Linked DNA regions of Zea mays: region 2 is linked to region 1. Evidence: chromatin contacts called from public Hi-C data. All regions are on one chromosome and are shown on one strand. Each heading gives the region's core, a stretch centred on a gene start, on an enhancer-like site or on the middle of the called end of the contact. The rest is flanking DNA. Distances are from core to core; before and after follow the strand shown.

What was found. Hi-C and Micro-C count contacts between places; a contact is called where the count stands out from the background.
Region 2: a Hi-C map of endosperm shows a contact between it and region 1, with 3 times the contacts expected there. The contact joins the promoter of LOC100383608 here to the promoter of LOC100272851 in region 1. A contact is called at or near these places in 2 of 25 Hi-C or Micro-C datasets (ear and endosperm).

What each region holds. Positions count from the first base shown.
Region 1 is chr10:110,013,695-110,016,419 of Zm-B73-REFERENCE-NAM-5.0, forward strand. LOC100272851 (eukaryotic translation initiation factor 3 subunit 3) reads left to right here and starts at 1,311. Exons shown (of 12, transcript NM_001147304.1): 1 at 1,311-1,618; 2 at 1,709-1,806; 3 at 2,056-2,172; 4 at 2,305-2,408. The coding sequence starts at 1,609.
Region 2 is chr10:110,681,140-110,683,839 of Zm-B73-REFERENCE-NAM-5.0, forward strand. It overlaps LOC100383608, which reads left to right and starts at 1,256. Exons shown (of 1, transcript NM_001176256.2): 1 at 1,256-2,700. The coding sequence starts at 1,417.

The DNA of each region.
Region 1 (2,725 bases), core at 61-2,560:
GTTCATATTCGTATAACATAAACTCGATAACTTTTCAACTGTATCTTTAATTAAGTCGTTGCCATAGAATCTTCGTTCTCCGGCTTCGACCCAATTGACAGGCATTCTACACCTTCTTCCGTACAATGCTTCAAATGGTGCCATCTTTATGGTGCTTTGGTAACGTTTGTTGTAGGAAAACTCGTCCAACGGTAGCCACGATTCCCATGATCCTTTCGACAATAGCACACAAGCTCTTAGCATATCTTCGAGAATCCGATTTATCCTCTTGGTCTGTCCCGATGTTTGAGGGTGATAAGCTGAGCTATGCACGAGCTTAGTCCCCAAACCTTTCTGTAGTTGTTCCCAAAAGTGAGTGGTAAATTGTGTCCTAGGGTCCGACACAATGGTTTTTGAAATTCCATGTAGTCGAATAATTTCCGCGATATAAATGTCTGCATACTTCAGTGATCTATACGTTGTTTTGACATGCAGAAAATGAGCTGATTTAGAGGGTGTTTGGTTTTGAGTGACTAATCTTTAGTTCCTTTATTTTATTCTATTTTAGTCTTTAAATTGTCAAATACAGAAACTAAAATAGAGCTTTAGTTTCTATATTTGACAATTTAGATACTAAAATGGAATAAAATGTAGGGACTAAACATTAGTCCATAAAAATCAATCACTCTCTTAGTGAGTCGATCCACAATCACCCATATTGAGTCATTGCCTTTTTTAGTAATAGGAAGTCCAGTAATAAAATCCATACTAATCTTCTCCCATTTACATTTAGGTATAGATAATGACTGCAATAGGCGAGCTGGCTTTATGTGGATAGCCTTGAGGCTTTCACTGGCTGAACAACAGATTGTATTCTGAATCATTCAGAACCAAAAGTCAAATACAGATTGGACATTCAACGTTGTTTGTAGTCACCACTCACCATATTACATTTGTTTGGCCGGCCGGTGAGGTATTATAAGGTACCCATTCTCGTAGCACCAATAACGTGAACAATAAATAGTACTGTAATCCCAACAAGGACTGGGATTTTTATCTCCCTCTGCGTTACATTGCATTACATGAGGAAAAAAGAACAAAATTAGCCAATATGATAGAAGGATCAATAGTATCAACCATATTTTTACTAACAGAGTAAATCTGTATAAAATGAGGATGGCAGGGGCGGATGGCCGGCACCATGCGGCGGGCGCGGCGGGAGGTTGTTGGCGACAAATGTGGCGGAGGTTGTTGCGCGCGGGGACATGACCCGTGGTGAGATAGATGAAGAAATGTGGGAGAACGGTTGGAGACGACGATTTTGGATCCAAGCAAATCCAGGCACAGAACGCGTCGGCACGCGCGTTGCCGAATTCGTGGAGTGCGGACTCCGCGTGAATCCCTATCCGGTTTCAATATAAGAGATTTAAATCTTTTTTAACGAACCGAGCAGATCCGCGCCCCACCTTATATATATCAACTGGACTCGAACGTCCTGCTCTCTGCTCTCCCCGCAGACAAAAAACCCTAGAATTCCCAGCCGCCGCTCTCCTTTCCCTCGATCCGTTCCTCCAAGCGCGCACGCATCCTCACGCCAGCGCACCGCCGCCCAACGATCTACGAGCTGCCATGGCTAACTGTAAGGGACTTCCGATTTTCCGAAGCCTTTCCTTAGCCTCTCTCTCGTCATCTCGTGCGCTAACCTTGGATCTGGTTGGCTGGCTTGCAGCAGCGGCACCGGGAGGAGTGAGGTCGTTCCTGCAGGCCGTGTCTACGGTCACCGAGGAGACGCGGACGCCGCTCCGTGTCGTCCAGATGGAGGGCCTGGTAATTACTTCCGAACCCCACCCAGTCTGCTGTTTGTGCTTGCGTTTTGGCATTCGAGATTTGAGAAACTTAGGCGTGCTCAGAGGACGAATCTGTTCGCATAGAGTCAGATGTATTGGGGATCGAAATCAGGGGAAAGTAAACCCTTTCCTTTTAGGGGATAAATTTCCCTGTAGCAGGAAGCATTCTTTGTATCTTAATTCCACAAGCACTGTGTTATTTGTTTTCACAATAATGCTATTTTTGCAGGCTGTACTGAAGATCATTAAGCACTGTGAGGAGTTTGCGCCTGCTTTAGTTACAGGTCAATTGCTTGGTTTGGATGTCGGTAGTGTTCTGGAAGTGACCAACTGTTTTCCATTCCCTGTGAGCCCTTGCTCCTTAACATTCTAAGCAGCTCTGTACTGATTATGTATTTTTCTGCTAAGGTCTTCCAGGGTAGTAGTTGTTCTTTCACATTTTATAGGCTAATGGCTATCTTACTATTTTTTACTGAAGATGAGGGAAGAGGATGATGAAGCAGATGCAGATGGTGCCAATTATCAGCTTGAGATGATGAGGTGTTTGAGGGAAGTTAATGTTGACAACAATACTATTGGATGGTAAGCTAAGCTAATTTCAATTTAATCTAATATCTAGTACCATATCAATATTCAATTGATTTAGAAATAATCAGTGGTGGATTGAGTTCTTTTGACATGCACATTGACACAAAATTCATCTTCTTGGCTACTTGTGGATTATATATTTAATGATCTTGGACAAGTAAATAGTAGCTCTTGAGTATGTATGACTGATATGTTCACAATTGACCTTTTTCTTGGCCATAAGTGTCTCTTCATATCACTTTAATTTTACTATGTTTTTTATGTTTTATTTTTATTATGCAGCAGAACAATATAGGCACGTATGAAGTAGC
Region 2 (2,700 bases), core at 6-2,505, 670 kb after region 1:
ACCGCGTCTTTTGTGAATCCGCAGCCGGTGTGAAAGTAGACCAGTCAAAGAGCTTTTGAGATGCTGGTACACATTAGGGCATGTATAACTAACCATGAGACCACGTATCGATTTTTTCCAACACAAGGTACCACTAATAGATTACACGATACAACCCTAAGTCTCTATATCATAAATGCAGTTAAAAAACAATATGTATGAAGAATCGTATAAAGACGAGCTCTTGACAAAAACATGTCTCTTATAATTTTTTTTCAATTAATTTTTAAAGACTTTTCAAGAGACCTCACATTAAAATGAGGTTGTATATGACGTGTTGCCCGATCCCGATAGCTCACTTGCAGTCACAATTCACAAACCATAGCTGACTTGCAGTCACAAACCTTGTCCTACGAGCGGAACCGGCGCCGTACATTTGTTTTTGCAGAGAATGGCCTGCGAGATCCGGAACTTGCTACACTTGCGGCTGCCTGCCACGCAGAGTTCACTGCAGTGCCGCGAGCATGTGATTGTGAACGTGTGCTACGCCAGCTCTCACTGAATGATTGGAAACCACCCCCCTCCCTCCGTGTTGCCTGTGCTCCTCTGCTGTCTCCGTCCAAGCTCACGAGATGCCTCGTTCTGGCTGGGCGTCTTCTTTGCGGTGGATCGAGAGCAACTATTAATCATCGTGTCCTCCTAGCCATGCAGTTGCAGTTGCAGGGCAAGCGATGATGGTCGGTCCTTAATCATCGTGTCTTCGGGTGATTATAATTGAAAGTAGCAGGTGAAGAAAAGGCTTTAATTTAATGCTGGCGACGAACAGGTGATGATACTACTATACGTAGTAGTATGATCTCGTCTGGGGCGCAGACAAGCCCCATGACGTGGCAAATTCGATTCGATCGAATCGAATAGCCATAGCCTCACGGGGACAGAAAAGAAAAGATCTGCCTCGCGTCATCGGCCGCATCTCTTGAATCGAACTTCCCTGCCCGCCCCGTGAGCTTTTGTTCAGTTCAAAGCCACGGACAGATCTGCAGCTGCAGGAGACATATTTATTTATAATTCGATTTCCTTGTGGTTCCGGTGCAAATTACACAGATTTGTTCACAGAACAGTAGGGTTTTCAATGTTGGGCTGCTTGGAGTGGAGCAAGGACCCCTCTGTCCATTGACCATATTGGCTTTGCTGTGGGGTGTGGGCTCTCATCTCCCATCTCCTACACCAAGCAGGCCAGCCGGCAACATTGTTGCCGACTGCCGTCCTCTGCTTCCAACAATCTCCTTCAGCATCGATCCGCCCGCCACCAGCAGCAGCAATCCGTTTTTCACCGTGCCTTTCCACTCACCACCAGCCGCCGGCCCCCAGGCCACAGGCCCAAGCCAAGCCGCGCGGCGTCACTCCCAAACCCTAGCTCGCCCGCAGTCGCCGGTGATGTCGTCCCCTTCGTCGTCCCCTGCGCGGAGGCGGGAGGTGGGGGAGGGCGGCGAGCTCCCCGTCCCCGTCCCCGTGCCCGCCTCCGTTGTCGGCGACGACAAGGTCCTGGCGGCGGCGCAGCACATCGTCAAGTCGCTCGCCACGTCCAAGAACGCCGCCGACGACATGATCCGCATCCTCTCCGGATTCGACCACCGCCTCTCCTCCATCACCTCCGACCTCTTCCCGTCCCCGTCCCCCGCCGCCGCCTCCGACGCGGACCCAGCCGAGCCCCCCGGTGAGCAGGAACCCTCCTCCTCCACCTCCTCCTCCTCGCTCGCAGATTTCGACGCCGCTGAGCAGCTCATCCACCTCTGGGACACCACCCCGGAGGCGCTCGTGTTCGAGGCCCCCGAGGACGACGCCGCGCACTACCTCGCCGCCGTCGACGTCGCCGTCGACCACCTCTCCGCCCCCGCCGTCTCCGCCCGCGCCGGGGTCGCCGTGCAGCTCGCCATGTCGCGCCTCGAGGACGAGCTCCGCCACCTCATGCTCCGCCACTCGGTGCCGCTCGACGCCAGCGGCCTCTACTGCTCGCTCCGCCGCCTCTCCCTCGGCTCCATGGACGACCTCGACACCTCCTCCGAGTTCGATCCCGCCACCCCGCACAGCCAGGACGGCGGCGCCGGCGCCGGCCCGGACACCGCCCGCAGCGCCAGCATCGCGGGGAACAACCCCTTCGAGGACCAGGTCTTCGACCTCGTGCGTCCGGACGCCATCGATGAGATACGCGCCATCGCTGACCGGATGCTGCACGCGGGGTATGACAGTGAGCTCGCGCAGGTATACTGTGCCATCCGGCGTGACCTGCTCGATGAGTGCCTCACCGTGCTCGGTGTGGAACGGCTCAGTATCGATGAGGTGCAGCGCATCGAGTGGAAGCATCTCAATGACAAGATGAAGAAGTGGGTGCATGGGGTCAAGACAGTTGTTCGCTGCCTGCTCACCGGTGAGCGCCGGCTCTGTGACCAGGTGCTTGCTGTGTCCGACGAGCTCCGGGATGAGTGCTTTGTGGAGTCCACCAAGTGCTGCATCATGCAGATCCGTAACTTTGGGGATGCTGTCTCTGTGTGCACTCGCTCGCCCGAGAAGCTTTCCCGGATCCTTGACATGTATGAGGCGCTTGCTGAGGTGATCCCTGAACTAAAGGAGCTGTTCTTTGGGAGTTATGGGGGTGATGTCATCCATGATCTGGAGGGGGTTCTTGAAAGGCTTGGTGACGCGGTCAAGGGTACCCTTCTT